2 separate regions of the Bos taurus genome follow, and region 2 is linked to region 1. A link is a contact called in public Hi-C data. All regions are on one chromosome and are shown on one strand. The core of a region is the stretch at or near the end of the contact, and the rest is flanking DNA. Distances in the headings are between cores, read along the strand shown. Region 1 holds the start of GGH (gamma-glutamyl hydrolase). Region 2 has its middle 16 kb from the start of YTHDF3.

Evidence for each region. Hi-C and Micro-C count contacts between places; a contact is called where the count stands out from the background.
Region 2: a contact with region 1 is called in a Hi-C map of liver, with 2.1 times the contacts expected there. The contact joins the enhancer-like site here to the promoter of GGH in region 1. A contact is called at or near these places in 2 of 11 Hi-C or Micro-C datasets (liver and skeletal muscle).

The regions. Positions count from the first base shown.
Region 1 is chr14:28,069,021-28,071,720 of ARS-UCD2.0, forward strand. GGH (gamma-glutamyl hydrolase) reads right to left here and starts at 1,355. Exons shown (of 9, transcript NM_001105394.1): 1 at 1,207-1,355. The coding sequence starts at 1,315. LOC132342198 (a long non-coding RNA gene) reads left to right here and starts at 1,459. Exons shown (of 2, transcript XR_009490484.1): 1 at 1,459-2,190.
Region 2 is chr14:28,123,506-28,126,205 of ARS-UCD2.0, forward strand. No RefSeq gene overlaps it. Among named protein-coding and RNA genes, the nearest start is that of YTHDF3, 16 kb to the right of the region's middle. Within about 2 kb of position 1,341, at least 5 of the 102 cell types and tissues checked have an H3K27ac peak or open chromatin away from gene starts, as enhancers often do. A contact at or near this core is called in liver, where this site is marked.

The sequences.
Region 1 (2,700 bases), core at 105-2,604:
GATTCTTCAGGCAAGAATATGGAGTGGGTTGCCATTTTCTCCTCCAGGGGATCTTCTTGACCCAGAGATCAAATTTGAATCTCCTGCATCTCCTGTATTGGCAGACGGATTCTTTATCACTGAGCCACCCAGTAAACCTACATAGGATTTCATTTTGAGTTAATTCCCTTTGAAGATTTTAACCACTATTTTACATAGATTATGAAATAATGCATCCCAAGTTCCAAATATTGATACACAACATACATAAAAATGGACACTACCAATATCCATGAAAAAAATGCTCAACTACTTTCTATTTAGTTACAGAATACAGTGCCCATTTTCGTGGGAAATAAAGGGAAAAAAAAAAAAAAAAACAGAATGAAAGGCATAACAATACTACCAGCTAAAATGAAATCAATTCTAGTTGTCCGCCCACAAATTACTTTTTTGCACATTTCAAATACGAGCTGATTTCTCCAGGGTTGCTTTCCCTTGCCCCAGTCTTAAATGTTTGTTCTGGCGATTCAAATTGATTTTACTCCCTTTATAGAACATTAAGTGTGTTGAAAAAGAAAAATGACTTGTTTTACTTTAACACAAAACAGAATTGCTACTAGGATCACAGGAGCCACGGCTGCCCTCCGCTGCCAAAGAGGACAAAGGCCAGGTATACCATAATTTCCCAATTATCTAGTCAATTCGATTTTGCATTTTTCCTCGAAATGAGCCCTCAACCAGTGAAATTTTAATAAAGATAATGCATGAATACAGAAGGTTTAGTTAGCAGAAATTCCTGCTGCTGCTGCTAAGTCGCTTCAGTCGTGTCCGACTCTGTGCGACCCCATAGACAGCAGCCCATCAGGCTCCCCCGTCCCTGGGATTTTCCAGGTAAGAGTACTGGAGTGGGTTGCCATTGCCTTCTCCGCAGAAATTCCAAATGAGTACAAACACAAAAACCATCCTCAGGATTCTTCACGGTGCATGCTCCTCCCTTCCAATTTTAAGAGCTAAGGATGTGCGGGAAATCAACGAGCATTACCTAGGTATATTTCAGCAGGATCTCAATGAGGGTTTGACCCCTGGGCTAGGAAGTCACACATCCTATCCCTAGGCTTGGATGTTTCCAGGACCGGACGCACCTGCCGAAGCGCAGCAGCTGGAAGCGCCCAGGGCGCGCTCCCGGCTCACCAGCCCCAGCCCCAGCCCTGGCCGCCTCCTTACCGATGATGGGCTTCTTGGGGGTAGGCGCGGGAGGGGCGCTCAGACCGAGGCCCGTCGCCCCGCACAGAACCAGACCCAACACGCTCAGCAGGCGACCCAGTCTCGCCATTGCGCTCGCCGCCTCCCGCCGGCTTTCAAAGGCACTACCGGCGAGCAGCAGAGTGAGGCAGCTGCTGTCACCCGGCCGCTCGAGGGCGTCGGGCGGGGGCGGTGCTCCGCCGCGGGGGCCTATGGGAAAGGCCGTCCGGGCGCATGTGCGCTGGGGCCGCAAGGGCGGGCGACTCCGGGGACCCAGAGGCCGCGCCTACCCCATCGCTCCGCGGCCGCCCGGACCCCTGGCCCCCAGCCCGCCCCGCGGCGTCTGCGGGGGCTCAGGAAAGTGCGGTGGGATCCGCGTACTCGAGCCCGCCCTTTCAGCTGTTTCCTCGACGTGACCTGAAGTCACCCGGAACTAACTGGGGCGCAGGGTCCCGCGGTCGAGTGGGGAGCGCTGGATTGCAGCCTGACCTGATTGGTAACCAGGCAGCGGGGGAGGCTGGCGAGAGGTTCTAGAAGTCGCCTGAGAACTTTGCGCCAAAGTCGTCTTGAGGAATGCTGGCAGCGGAGTTGGACACCCCCGCTTTCCATCAGGGATGGTTGGTGACTTGGGAGGTGGTTTCCGCGTCCTGCCATTTGCGTGCAGGTAGAGGCTTCTGGACCAAACGAAGAGAAGATGAGGAAAGCCCGATAGATGTGAACACGCCCACGAGCATCGCCTCAGCTCAGAACTGGGTCAAGGAGGGGCCCACTCCTGGCATCACGACAAAAACAAGTCCAGGCCAGGCCCGCACACGGTGCCTCCTAACTTTAGCAGACTGTTCTCCAACAGGGCACAAAGGGTGACTTGGGTTCCTAATCACTAAAAGTTTTTTTGAGGTTTCTGTTTCAAATTTGAAAAGAGATTTAGAAACACTGAACTTGTTTTGGTGGGCTAGTAGATGAAAGGTAAGCTTTTTCTTTCTATGTGAAAACCAAAATATAAAGATATGGCTTATACTGGGAGTTCCCACCTATAAGGGTGAAAATCAGAATAGAAGAGTATTTGATAATCAACTCAAGGCCAAATATAGAGGATGCAAAGATTAATTGGGCAATGCCTTGTTTTTTCGTCTTAGAAGTTTGGAGTTTTGTAAGGAAAAGAGAGAACAGGATTTGTGAAGAGAATGTATTTCAAGAAGAGAGAATGCAATATGTCGTATGCTTTGTTAATATAATAATGCTGCTCTGGAAGGGCGTGGTGAGCGATAAGCTGAATGGATGTGTTTGTGAAAGGCCCTACATATTTGGCTTGTTTTGAACTCAGATGAACAGATGAGGAAACTGTACCAGTATGAAGTTGTGAGCAATTGTCTGTCCACATAGGAAAAAAAGTATTACCTCTCATTATACACAAAAATAAACTCTAGGTGAGTAAAGATACAAACGTAAAAGGCAAACTGTTATACTTTGATGAGA
Region 2 (2,700 bases), core at 91-2,590, 54 kb after region 1:
TCTGGAAGCCTGTGCTGAAGTTTAAAAATATTTAAAAGAGGAAGAAAATGTGAATATGTCTAAACTTTGCATGTTTTATTTTCATATAACATTTTTTCCCATTAAGAATGAACACAGGCTTACAGTAAAAAATTTGTAGAGAAAAAAATATGAAAAAGAAAATAGGGCTTCCCTGGTGACTCAGTGGTCAAGAATCTGCATACCAATGCAGGAGACACAAGAGACGTGGGTTCAATTCCTGGTCTGGGAAGATCCCATATGCCATCAGACAACTAAGCCTGTGGCCACAAACTACTGAGCCCAAGCTCTAGAGTTTGTGCTCTTCAACAAGAGAAGCCACCCCAATGATAAGCCCGAGCACCACCACTGGAGAGTAGCCCCCTTTCTCAGCAACTAGAGGAAATCCCACACAGCCATGAAGATCCAGCACAGCCAAAAATAAATAAGTAAATATTTTAAAACAGAAAATAATTCTGCCATCTGTCTTCAGTTCTGTTCAGTTCAGTCACTCAGTTGTGTCTGACTCTTTGGGACCCCATGGACTGCAGCACACCAGGCTTCCCTGTCCATCACCAATTCCCAGAGCTTGCTCAAACTCATGTCCATCGAGTTGGTAATGCCATCCAACCATCTCATCCTCTGTTGTCCCCCTCTCCTCCTGCCTTCAATCTTTCCCAGCGTCAGAGTCTTTTCCAATGAGTCAGTTGTTTGCACCAGGTGGCCAAAGTATTGGAGATTCAGCTTCAGCATCAGTCATCTATAGACTGCCATCTATAGACTGTCACAAATAACATTTAGGTACAATTCCTACTAGCCTTTTGTCTAGAAATACACATAGTTTTACTATAGCTCTTTCTTCAATCACTATTCTGTTGTGAGCATTTTTTCAAAGAGCAGTTTTTTTAACAGTTACATATTGTATTCAGTGAAATACCCTATAAATTATGTCACGATTCGTGACATTGTTAAACGTGGAACAGAATGAAAAAGTAGAAATTTACTAGATTCCCGAGGTTCTTAGATAGCAGATACCAAAATGAATTGGGAGACAAACTGCTCTGCAGTAACATCGACGTCATTATGTGAAAACTGGCTCCTGACTTGGAATGCTTTATTTTCATCTAGGCTGTAACAGGGTCAAAAGTGGAGATGACTTCATACTTAAGCAAGTCAGTCTTCAGTGGGGTCCCCTGAGAACTGGTGTGACTGACATCCCTGTGGTTAGCGGAACTTAGTAGACTGGTATCTGACTCTTGACTGGAGAACACTGGGCAGAGACCTACAGGTTACCCGCTCTTGGGCTAGGAAGAGAGGAGAGCGGCTGTTCCCATTGTGAATTTGCGAGGGTAACAGACAAGCGCTTCCAAGGGCAAGATCTTGGCTGCACCTGTGAGAAAGAGCTGGCCTGGAACTGTGTTAGATTCTGTCCACGGGGGGCCACCTGGGAACACTGGTCCCCCCAAAATCTGTGTGGAATAGACCATGTCATGTGCTGCTGCTGCTGCTGCTGCTAAATCACTTCAGTTGTGTCCAACTCTGTGCGACCCCATAGACGGCAGCCCACCAGGCTCCCCCGTCCCTGGGATTCTCCAGGCAAGAACACTGAAGTGGGTTGCCATTTCCTTCTCCAATGCGTGAAAGTGAAAAGTGAAAGTGAAGTTGCTCAGTCGTGTCCAACTCTTAGCGACCCCATGGACTGCAGCCTACCAGGCTCCTCCGCCCAGGGGATTTTCCAGGCTAGAGGACTGGAGACCGGTGTCTAAACAGACCATTGAAAACAAAACCAGGAACTGAGGGGACAAAGTTCATCTGGAAGAGAATGCATCATCCGTATCAGTAGTTTCTCAACCTGGAATGTGTTTGTACCCCTGGGGACATTTGGCAATGTCTGAGGATTTTTCGTTGTCACAACTGGGGTTGAGTGGTGTGTTACTGGCCTGTGGTTAAAGGCTGGGTGTGCTGCTGAGCATCCTATGATGCATGGGACAGCTGATGATTATTTGGCCCAAGTGTTAAATGCTAAGTTTGGAAGACCTTGGTGCATATCATGTAGAGAGAAGGAAAGACTCAGTAGGAAACATTTGCCAAACCTTGACTGTGGGGCACAACTCTGTGAATAGGCTGAACATACTGAACACTTTCAATGGGTGAATGATTTTATATGTAAATTGTTGTTGTTGTTTAGTTGCTCAGTCGTGTCTGACTCTTTTGCTACCCCATGGACTGTAGTTTGCCAGGCTCCTCTGCCCATGGGATTTCCCAGGCAAGAACACTGAAGTAGGTTACTATTTCTTCTCTAGGGGATCTTCCTGACCCAGGGATCAAACCTGAATCTCCTCCTTGCAGGAAGATTCTTTACCATTAAGCCACCATGGAAGCCCTCATTATCTCTCTATAAAACTGCTATAAAACAATGGGTGGGAATTCCCTGGTGGCATGATGGTTAGAATCCTGGGCTTTCACTGCCATGGCCTGGGTTCAACCCCTGGTTGGAAACTGAGATCCTGCAAGCCAACATTTCAGAAACAAACTTATCATAGAAAAAACTTAATATATGTAAAGAATGCCTTGAATAGAAGTGTTCTAGAAGTTAATCAAATGGAGCCTTTATTTCTGTGTCCCACTATGACTTTATAATATGTCCATTAGAAATTCTTCCTCTGCTCCTGGAAGATTTTTTTTTTCTCATTTCCAGTTAAT